2 separate regions of the Ovis aries genome follow, and region 2 is linked to region 1. The links are chromatin contacts, called in public Hi-C maps. All regions are on one chromosome and are shown on one strand. Each heading gives the region's core, a stretch centred on a gene start, on an enhancer-like site or on the middle of the called end of the contact. The rest is flanking DNA. Distances are from core to core; before and after follow the strand shown. Region 1 holds the start of SIK2 (salt inducible kinase 2). Region 2 overlaps ALG9 (ALG9 alpha-1,2-mannosyltransferase).

Evidence for each region. A called contact is a pair of places that touch in the nucleus more often than the background predicts.
Region 2: a Hi-C map of skin fibroblasts shows a contact between it and region 1, with 3 times the contacts expected there. The contact joins the enhancer-like site here to the promoter of SIK2 in region 1. A contact is called at or near these places in 5 of 16 Hi-C or Micro-C datasets (blood, mesenteric adipose tissue, mixed tissues and 2 more).

Annotation. Positions count from the first base shown.
Region 1 is chr15:21,611,475-21,617,327 of ARS-UI_Ramb_v3.0, reverse strand. SIK2 (salt inducible kinase 2) reads right to left here and starts at 2,731. Exons shown (of 15, transcript XM_012095438.5): 1 at 2,439-2,731. The coding sequence starts at 2,573.
Region 2 is chr15:21,858,388-21,864,240 of ARS-UI_Ramb_v3.0, reverse strand. ALG9 (ALG9 alpha-1,2-mannosyltransferase) reads left to right here. Exons shown (of 16, transcript XM_027979190.2): 11 at 1,958-2,087; 12 at 2,694-2,841; 13 at 3,974-4,103. Among named protein-coding and RNA genes, the nearest start is that of ALG9, 47 kb to the left of the region's middle. Within about 2 kb of position 3,385, at least 4 of the 54 cell types and tissues checked have an H3K27ac peak or open chromatin away from gene starts, as enhancers often do.

The sequences.
Region 1 (5,853 bases), core at 1,482-3,981:
GTTGTGCTTACCAAAGATACACATTCAGTGAATAAAAACAACAAATACTGCTTTAAAAATCCTCATTAACAAATAGCATACTACAGTAAGGAACAACTGTATCTGTGCTAAATAATTCTTAAGACAAATTACCACAAAAGTTCACAGAGCAACTTAATAAAACTTGAGATTTACAGGAATTTTTCTCTTCATTAATGCCTTGCTGTTTCCCTCACTCCTCTTATCTGTAATACTTCCAGTTACACCAAATTACCACACTCATACTCACCCATCTTAAACTTCACACTTTTTCTTTTTATATGTTAAGAACACTTTCTTTAGAAAAAGCAACAGTAAAGATGTTCTATGTACTAGAAAGTTAGCTTTTACCTGAAATGATTTTACAAATGTAAACAATGCACACAGTTCAGGATCTGAGTGCTCTTTCTTGATCTGACCTGTACCTTCAATTACAAATGCCTTGATCTCACCGATAGCCAAACCATACTACTCCACACTGCCCCCTAGCTCTACAAGAGAGATCAGTTTAAAAGTAACACGGTTTGAGATGACAACCTCAAGAAAGTGTCAGTCACTCATAGCTCTACTTAAGTAATTTTTAAATAGATACTATATACTAATATATACTATATACTAATAAGTAACAGCTGACAAATCTTTCCACTAACACTGATAAGAGCTGATGGGAAAAAAGTAATATGAGCTGATGGGTTTGGAATTCAACCACTGAATACAGTTTAAAAGTTTTGTAAAAGCTCTTCCTAACTGTGAAATCTGCTTAGTTTTTAGAGTCGTTAAAAATGTGTACTTATACAAAAATACACATTAAAAATGTCTTCTTTCATGTAACTAAAAGGCAAACAGCATGGCATTAAGCCATGTTTCTTTAGAGGAATGGAATCAATTTCTTCGTTTTTAAAAATACTGGGGTCAGATTAAGTAATCTCACTACAGTCACATTATTTACATTAAAAACTTAAATTGCTAACTCTGGTAAATTTGTGAGAGGAAAATTTGTGACCTTGGCCCTGATGCTAAAAAAAAAAAATATGGTCGGAATTCGGCTGCCTCAGTCAGGATCAGCAGGGCAAGACGAAAAATGAGGATGACACAATGACAGATGCCCCTTCTTTTTGGAAACGGACTTCTTCACAGTAAGCAAAACTTCTAAGAACAACAGCTACAAAAATCACTCAAGTTTTCCGATGCCCTTCACCTTACACAGGCATTCTGAAAAAGAATCCTGTTATTTCATATCCAAACTCTGGTATCTTCGTACTAACAAGGAGAAACGCTGAATAGGATGAAAAGTGGAAAGGGAAAAAAGAAAAAAAAAAAGGAAAGGATGAAACTCCAGAACAACTACAATGAGGCAGAGTAGAGTACGCCAAAAACACAAGGTTTTATTCTAAAGAATGGTTTTGTTTCTACCGTTTTTCTAAAGTATTTAATTTGCACGTCTTAAAATAGAGACCCTGAGGAGAGCAGCTTGAGGCGGTGAAAGGAAGGGGGGGCGGGTTAGGTAAGAACAGAGACGTGCGAGAAAATATGTGCGGTGCGCGAGAATGTGCGATGGAGGGCGGGGGGAGATGCTGGCTTCCCCGTCAGGAAGCAGTCGAGGGCTTTTAGAGTAGACAGGTAGAATCTGACGCGGCTTAAGGAACGCCAGAACGCACACCTGGTAAAGAAATCACCTAGCATAAGAAAGACCGAACCAACCCCACCAACTGTGCGAATGCCCAGATGACCATTTTAACCGGCTCTATTGTCTGGAGTACTAAGGTGGAAATGCCTCAGGCACGAGATCCAGCGAGCCTGACACCAGGTCAGAGATACTGTCTGGCACCAGGAGCGGAGAGAAGATGGGACCGGGGCGCTCCGGGCATTCTCGGCCCCCGGGGCCCCCCTTCCTCGAGCGGCGGGGGAGCGGGCGCCGCGGTTCTCCCGGAGCCTCGAGGAGCCCCCCGTCCGGGGCGTCGGGGCGCAGGCGGTCCCCTCGGCCGGGCTGGCGACGCCTCTCATCGCGCAGCCCAGGAGCGCGGAGACTTCCCCTCCTACCCCACCCCCAGCTGAAAGCCGGGAAGACGCGGAACTTGGGCTCCGGAGCGGAGGCCCACAGACCAGGTCACGGCCCCGGGTGTGAGGCTCTGGGCGAAATTCCAGGGGGCCCCCAGGGATGGCCCAGAGAAGGCAAAGCGCCTGGCGGCCCGGCTCTCCAAATCGGACGACACCCGGTCCGGGCGACGCGGCCCCGGTCCCCGTGGTGCTCACCGACCCCTGGAGCTCCCCGGGTCCTCACACTCCCAGGCCCTCTCGCTTGAGCCGGTGACCCGGCCTCTCGGAGCTGCCCAGGCCCCCCGCGGCAGCCGCCCCTCTCGGCCAACAGCTCGTCTCCCGAACCCTCGCCTCGGACGCTCCCGCCGAGCCCCGGGCCGCACCTCCGTCCTGGTGATCCGGTGTCGCCCCAGCTTCACCACGGCGAAGTTGCCCTTGCCCAGCGTGCCCTCGATTTCGTAGAACCCCACCCGGACCGGCCCGCGCTGCAAGTGCCTCGGGCCATCCGCCATGACCATGCTGGGCCCCGCTGCCAGGCACGGCGGACTGGAGCGCGGACTGGCCGGCGGGCGGGCGGGCTGGCGGGCGGACGGGCTGCGCGGCTCCGCTCGGGCGACTGCGGCTCCGCTCTCTCCTGCGCTCCGTCCCTCCCGCTCCGCAGGGCCCAGCCAGGCGCGCGCCGCCGCTGACGTGCGCCGACGTCAGGGGGCCGGGACAGAGGGGCGGGGGCGGGACCGGGCCTCGATTGGTCACCATGGCGACCGGAGCCCCGCCGACGTCGGCGACGAGCGGCCGCGAGGAAGGGCAGGTGGGCGGGGCCTGGACGGCGCGTTCCTTCCGGGCTCCGGCGCCCTCCGAGCTCGCGGCCGCCTAGCTGAGGAGCGGGGCGGGGTCGCCGCCTGGCCCGCCCCGCTCCTCGGCCACCCAGCCGAAGGGTAAGAGCGAGCCCTGGTGGGCGGCGCGGAGGGCTGCAGCGACTGGGGCCGGGCCTGAGTCTCCTTCCCCCGCCCCCGGCATCTCCTTCCCCGGCCCAGGCGTTCCCCGCCCACCCGTGGGACCTTCCCGCCAAAACCTCTCACCTATGACTACTGTTCTTCCTAAATTTGGCACGGGCGAAGAACTCTGGCTGAGCAATGCATTGCTCACAGGCTCCTTTCTTTGTATCTTTTTCGCATCTGTTTCTATATAAATCCCTCCAAATTTGATGTCTCTTAGGGTTCATTCTGACATCCGCACGGACCCTTACAGTATATCAGCGGTGAAGTAGACCTTGGAGATCACCAAATCCAGGGATTTGGAGCCTCAAATGGGCTTTGGGGCTCGAAACCCCTAAAACGTGTGCAGTTTTTTTCTTCTTCTTTGAGCTTGCCTCTGGGAAGATGGGAATATAGCTTTTAAATGTGTTGCTGACCACGAAAAGCTTAAGAAATACTTACCTAATCCAGTTTCTTTTCAGGTGAGGAATCAACCCCTTGGAAACAAAGGAAATTGCCAAGATCACACTGGTAATGCTAAAGTTAGGATAGCAAATCACCACACTGATCTTTCATATGCTGACCCAGGGAAACAAGTACAGCGTTATTTTAATATTTTGAATAAAAGGAACCAGACTCTGGAGAAATGGCTTTATTCCCAGACAGAGAGGGAAAGTATAAAATGCACTTGAAAGGTCTTGTCCCAGAAAGCAAGATTTTCAAAGAATGCGGACATGTCAAAAGGAAACAGGAGCCAGTTTGAAGTTACCTTCACTTACCCATCTGGGACAATGTGAGCATCATGAATGGATACTAATGGAAATGGACTATAACAATGAATTCTAAAAAACAATCCACAGGTGCTTACTTATTCTTACAGTGTTTCAGCTCAGTTCAGTCACTCAGTACTACCTGACTCTTTGCGACCCCATGGACTACAGCATGCCAAGCTTCTCTGTCCATCACCAACTCCCAGAGTTCACTCAGACTCAGGTCCATTGAGTCGGTGATGCTCTCCAACCATCTCATCCTCTGTTGTCCCCTTCTCCTGCCTTCAATCTTTCCCAGCATCAAGGTCTTTTCCAATGAGTCAGTTCTTCACATCAGGAAGCCAAAGTATTGGAGTTTCAGCTTCAACATCAGTCCTTCCAATGAATATTCAGGACTGATTTCCTTTAAGATTGACTGGTTGGATCTCCTTGCAGTCCAGGGATTCTCAAGAGTCTTCTCCAATACCACAGTTCAAAAGCATCAATTCTTCGGCACTCAGCTTTCTTCACAGTCCAACTCTCGCATCCATACATGACTACTGGAAAAACCATAGCTTTGACTAGATGGACCTTTGTTGGCAAAGTAATGTCTCTGCTCTCTAGGTTGGTCATAGCTTTTCTTCCAAGGAGCAAGTGTCTTTTAATTTCATGGCTGCACTCACCATCTGCGGTGATTTTGGAGCTCCCCAAAACAAAGTCTGTTTATTATAAATAAACACCGTTTCCACTCTTTCCCCATCTATTTCCCATGAAGTAATGGGACCAGATCCCATGATCTTCGTTTTCCGAATGTTGAGCTTTAAGCCAACTTTTTCACTCTCCTTTTTCACTTTTATCAAGAAGCTTTTTAGTTCATCTTTGCTTTCTGCCATAAGGGTGGTGTCATCTGCATGTCTGAGGTTATTGATATTTTTTCCGGCAATCTTGATTCCAGCTTGTGCTTCATCTAGCCTGGCATTTTGCATAATTGATATTTCTCCATATTTCTCTGCATGTTAAGTTAAATAAGCAGGGTTACAATATACAGTCTTGATGTACTCCTTCCCAATTTGGAACCAGTCTGTTGTTCCATGTCCAGTTCTAACTGTTGCTTCTTGACCTGCATACTGATTTCTCAGGAGGCAGGTCAGGTGGTCTGGTATTCCCATCTCTTTAAGAATTTTCCACAGTTTGTTGTGATCCACACAGTCAAAGGCTTTGGCATAGTCAGTAAAGCAGAAGTAGATGTTTTTCTGGAACTCTCTTGCTTTTTAATGATCCAATAAATGTTAGCAATTTGTCTCTTACAGTGTTTAAGTATAAAATGGGGAGAAATGGCAATTTTTCTTGATAGTGGAATGTCAACTAATACACGTAGAAGAAATGATGAAATTAGAAAATCACCATTTTGCAACCATTATACTACTAATTGATTCAGATAATTCTGTCTGAATTATCAATAGATTTAAAAATCATTGGGTGAAAACTTGCCTGGGAACATGATATTTACACAGTCTGAAAGTATCCTCAGATTTCTTATTCATTACAAATGGATAAAAACAGTACTTCCACAGTGGAGAAATCTGACAGCACCATAACTAAAAGATCAAAGTTAACGTCACCAATTAACAATTAATGGAATAAAATGACATGATGTACCTCTTGGATATGAGGTACTGAGAAGGATACCGTATCTCTTTTGTAGTATTCCTGTCAAAGATTCATGTTCTGAAAATAATCACAAAGAAACTATCAGAAAAAAATGCAAATTGAGAAACATTCCATCCAACAACTGGCCTGAATCAATGTCCTGAAAGACTGTGGAACTGTTCTAAATTTGAGAGATTAAAGAGACATGTCACCAAAGGTAATGTGTGACCCTGGATTGGGAGACAAGTGTTAGAAAGAAATATTTTCAGGACAACTGTTAAAATTTCATAGGGATTGCATATTAGATAATAGTATTATTTAAATATTATTTAACAAACATAAACAGCATATTAAAAAGGAGAAACATCACTTTACCCGCAAAGATCCATATAGTCAAAGCTATGGTTTTTCCAGTAGTCATGTAT
Region 2 (5,853 bases), core at 2,136-4,635, 250 kb before region 1:
GTTATGAAACCTGAATCAAACTGGCTCAGGTGTTTGGGATTACTTCAGGCAGTTAGCAATATGGGACATTGTAATCCTGGCTTAAAACCTGTCCAGGTCAGAACTAATCATGAATATTTCTGTATTTATGGCCTTAGAAGTGTTGGACTCTTTTTTTTTTTTTAAACCTGTGCTCCATTTGCAATTATTAAAAAAGGAATAATTTGGGTAATAGGTTTTTTTCCTTAACAGACTTGTGATAAGATATAATTCTCAAGGGCTTCTCAGGTGGTGCTAGTGGTAAAGAACCTGCCTACCAATGCAGGTTAGATGAAAGAGATGAGGGTTCAGTCCCTGGGTGGGGAAGATCCCCTGGAGGTGGACACAGCGACCTTCTCCAGTCTTCTTGCCTGGAGAATCCCATGGACAGAGGAGTCTGGCGGGCTACAGTCCATAGGGTCTCAAAGAGTCTGACTGGACTGGAACAACTTAGCACACGTGCACGCACAATTCGCAAACCACAGAATTTACTCATTTAAAGTATATGATACAGTGTTTTCTAGGCTATTCACAGATCTGTGTAAGCGTTACTCCACTCATTTTATAGCATTTTCATCATCTCAAAAACCTGTATCCTTTAGCTGTTGTAGCTGCCCCTCATCCGCCCCCCGCCCCCCGCATATCTCCTCAGCCACAATCAACAGCTAAACTGCTTTGTATCTCTATAGCTTTGCCTATTCTAGGCATTTCATGTAAATGAAATCATAGAATATGTGGGCTTTTGTGATTGACTTCTTTCATTTAGCATAAAATTTTAAAATCTCATCCTTTTAGGACAATAGTTTTTAAAAGTAAATTTAATTATAAAAGTAATTGAACTTCATCACGGATAATTTTTCTTTTACCTCTTTCTGAAATCAGTCCTGCTACCCTAACAAAATCTCCTTCTAGCATTTTTGCCTATCATATAATGGAATCTATTATGATTGTAGTTTAAGGCTCATGTAACTGTATCCCTCTTAATATATACTTATATCCTTATGTTGCTGTGTCTATATGCATCATTTTAATAGCAATATAGTGTTCTGAGTTGGATATAATTTATAACATTATTATGTAATACATAATATATTGAATTGGTTCTATATAATGGTTAGACGTAATTTATGTTAGAGTTTAGGTTGCTCACTTATTTCAGTATTATAAATAATGCTAGGATAAATATCTTTGTTTAGGTATTTGGATTGTTTCTTTAGGAAAGATTCCAAAAAGTATGAAAGGAGTTCAGACATTTATGGCCCTTGTTATGTATTGCAAAATTGCTTTCCAAAAGTAGTTCTAGTCTGAGAGGGAAAGAAGGAAGGAAGGAAGTCTCATGGGAAGGTGCTGAAAAGCTGCAGAACTCATGCAGGTGTGTATATATTCTTAATGACATTCCTCTAGTTTGTGAAGAAGTTTAGTATGTAATTAATAGCATTTTCCTAATGTTTCATGAGGGGAATTCTGTTTCCTTCTTGTTTGGTCATGAGACATTTTGTTGTTACCAAAAACTTTGATGAAAACTTGTCAGTAAGGAAAGTGAAGGTTAATCACCAATTACATCAGAATAGATTGAGATACTTCATATATTAAAAAAAAAAAAAACCCAAAACTACCAAAAGCCATTTTCATTTAAATATTTTTTAAAAATAAATTATTAGGACTTTAGTCACTAGGGAAATATCCAGCTAAGTTTCCTGTGAAACCAGTGAGATTTCATGCTTGGCAGGCCCTCTGGTGAGGTTGATCTACAGACAGTTAAGCAGAGTTTGCTTTCATCTTAGAATGTGGAGTGGACATCTCACTGTGTGCAAATGCTCAGACTCTTGGTAGAACCTCTTTTGCTGCTTCCTTCCTCTTAAGTTATGATGATGTCTTGTGATGATATGTATCCTGCAAGGTGTATCTTTTTTTTCAGAACAGTTTTCTTTCTTTCTAGAAATGTTACCACTTCGTGTTTCAGCGATACCGCCTGGAGCATTACACCGTGACGTCGAATTGGCTGGCGTTAGGAACACTCTTCCTGTTCGGGCTCCTGTCTTTTTCTCGCTCTGTGGCACTGTTCAGAGGTAGATGTGCAGACAGTAACTTAATCCACACTCACTTTACCTGGTTTTTGCTTGATGCGTGAATGTTTAATATATTTCAGCTTAAGCCGAGGGACTTTTCTATGCGGAGAACCTGTGGACTTCGTATTAAGAATGGGATGTGACATCTATAGCTTAGGACTGAGGAGAAGATTGAGAATTCCTTTTAGTGTGATTAACTATACGCTTCTTCTCTATTCTTACTATTTTTTTTTTTCCTTTTAAAGAATGAATTAAGGAAGCCTTAAACATAGGATGCAGAGTTGAGGCTCAAGTCCCATGATTATATTCTTTCTTATAATCTTTATTTGGATCCGGAATATTGAAATTGGCTCAAAAAACATGAAATTTAAAAGGTGGAGGGTATAGAGAAGGGCAAGAAAGCAACTGATTTCTGGCCAAGATTGGGCCTCTGCTGTAATCATCTTCCTGACTGCCCAGGCATTTGATGCCAGTTGAGTGGGCTTCCTGCTGGAGTTCCTGTGTGCCTCTCACACGGATCACAGTGGGATGCTAACACGTGCTGTAATTAAATAGGAGAATCTCAGCTCTCTCATCTTCAGCTTTCACACACCCCCTCCCTTCCAGGGTATCATGGACCCCTTGATTTGTATCCAGAATTTTATCGAATTGCCACAGACCCCACCATCCACAGCGTTCCTGAAGGCCGGCCCGTCAACGTCTGTGTCGGGAAAGAGTGGCATCGCTTCCCCAGCAGCTTCCTTCTGCCTGACAAGTAAGCTGCCCTTTAATTCTCAGAGTTTTAAATCGAGGTGTAGAAACAGCAAATCTGTGGCAATGTCGTCTTAGTTTTTCCTCCGCTTTGGATTCATCAGGAGTGTTTGCGTGATTCACCATCTTGGGCAGCCGTGGGCAGCGTGCCGAGCACCTGGGGCCTCTGTTTGGTGATGCACCCTGCGCTGCCTTGATCTTCGAGGACGTTGTGGGTCCTGGGCTCCTACTCGTGGCTCTTCCTGAGGATCCGTGTTTAAATTTTTATGACTAACTCATGTTAACCCACTTTTGAAAGTGGTTTTAAAACTCTCGGTGTATAGAGTGTTTTTAGAGAAGACACATTTGTTGTCCAGCGACAGTGAGTGTTCTCTCCCACCGTATGGACCCTGGGGAAAGCTGTGGATAAGACCTGTGCACTGCTTTCCTTCACGCTGTCTGTGGTTGGATGTGATAGATAGCATGGGCTCCGAGTTCCTTTGTGTCTGCTTTATTCAGGCAGAGAAGAGTCCTATTTAGGGAAAAGAGAAGTCAGGTTAAGATGAGTCATATTGTTCCATTTGGGGACTGGCTGCAGCAGCTTAGCTGGTGGTAATATCTTTTTTCTTGATAAAGATCCTGTATCAGTCATTAATGATTAATTAAAGCTTGTTTTTTAAAGTGTTCGCTTTAGCCTTTGCCTTTTCCATCTGAAACAGTTTCATAACTAAAGATACTTTTGAAGATTACTCAGGAACAAAGTAGTTTTCCCACAGTGAGTCCCTACATTTCACTGTTTCCTCTCTATGCCTGATGAACTTGCTTAAATTTTGAGAGGTCCCCTGATCACATGATAATTGGCAATGAACTTTGATGTTTCTCTAGTTGTTTGATGGTATAACCACTATTGCAAATTTCACTGCTGAGAGTTGGTGAAATGGTATGAAAGATCTCAAGTAGAAAATTTCTCAATGATCTTGGATTGAATTGTGACCTCTGCCTCTATGGTCTGTGGCTAAGGTTTCGCAGAAATATTTTGTCTCCAAGTGAAATATTTTTCACATGAAATTTCCTTTTTTTGCTTCTGTATTTCAAGAATATTTAGCAATATGAGCCCCCTGTGTTTTTCTCATTCTTCTTATTTGTGTTTTTGACAGTTGGCAGCTTCAGTTCATTCCGTCAGAGTTCAGAGGCCAGTTACCAAAACCTTTTGCAGAGGGACCACTGGCCACCCGGACTGTTCCTACTGACATGAATGACCAGAACCTAGAGGAGCCATCCAGATACGTAAGGGGATACTTTTACTACTATGACAAGAGTTCCACCCTTAAAATCTGTTAGCATTCGTAATAGAGCTTTGATGAAATGAGAGTTTTTTAGGAAGTGATTTCTTTAAGATGAGGGATATAACAACTGTTGAGAAAGAATGAAGAGTGTCATTTTTATTTTCAAATGACCTCCTTTATTTTCTATGTAAAATTTTTAATTCAACCTATTTTCTAAGCTGGATCAGAAAATTTCTTATGTTGAATTCAAGCCATTTTGAAACACATTCTGCAACTCTTATCATCCTTGGTCCATTAAAATACCTCCTGGGGAACGTTCAAGTTACCCATAGACCTTTGAGCTAATGATTAGTATATTCTGGTTTTAGCAAGTGGATAGTCAGTGAGGGTTCTTCTCACACCGAGTCCGTGAAGCAGTGTGTGTCAGGGCCATGCTCTTGTACACACTCATCTTTACCCACTCTGGAGCCCATGTAGGTTCCTTTGAGAGATGACACTTTCACCATTAGATACCTGTAAGATCTTTGACTGCGGAAAAGGTGAGAGCGCTAAAGATAATGTTCCTGGTTCCCAGAGATGGTAAAGGACCATTTTATAGAATTATTAGAAAGCACTTATTTTTTTGGCAGCCTGTTTAGCAAACATTTAAGAATTTAAATGTCAAATACATTTCCCTTATGACATATACCTAAAGCATGAAATATCAGGACTTTCAATTCCCGTTCAGAGCAAACCTGTAGCCACAGCTGGCCTTTTGTCTCCCGGACTGGGGCAGGTTAGATTTCCATGGAGACCCTCAGTTTATGGGTGAGATTCTTACAATGTGAGCTTTAGCTTTGTAAGCTATGAGAATGGACATCATAAAATACATTTTTGACTTGGCTCCCTGAGAAGGTAGGAAGTATATTCCACTAAGTGACTTGGAGTTTTTTCTAACTGAAGCCTCTGATTCCTGTAACAGTGAAAATACTCCTGGGTGGGACAAACTGCTATTAGCCACTTTTATTTTAGCTGCAGATACTCTCGTGAGAGCAGGCTTTGATGCACAGGGGCTCATTATGGGGACACTTGATAGTCAAAAAGATAGGAGAATATGCTGTGATGAGGGGAGATATAATGAATTAATAGTGATATTGTTGCAGCTGTGTTTTGGGAAGAGATAGTATAGGATGATTCAGGAAAAAAAATAGAGTATGGACTTTGGAGTCAAGTAGGCCTGGGTTCTAAACTCTGTTGCCTACCTGGTGACCTTGAGCAAATTAGTTAATATCTCTGTTTAACTAATTTCAATTTCTGTCTGTGAAGTGGAAATAATGATACCTACTTTTGGAAGATTAATGTGAGATTGGATATCATGTCTTTCTGTCATATATAGCATAGTGTCTGTACACAGATTTTCCCACAAATGTTCTTAATTTGATAACAGTGTATCTGATGGATTAGAGGTAAATGAACCCTTAAGAGGATTTATAATCTGCCCAAAGCTATCTCTCCTTCCTTAAGTTTATTGTTCCCCAACTTGATTTTTATTACAGTCTTTTCAGGCTCGGTTTTTCTATCCCAGGGACTTTGCTTCTCTTGGTAACGGTACCTGGACTTCCCTTGTCTACCTTCTCATGCTACCAAAGCTCTTCCTCCCTGAAGCCTTTCCCAACTATTTAAGTCTGTAGTGAGCAGTGTCCTCCCTTAAATTGATCTGTGTAGCTCATTTAGCCATTTAATTTTGTTGTCTTATTGCCATTTAAATATTT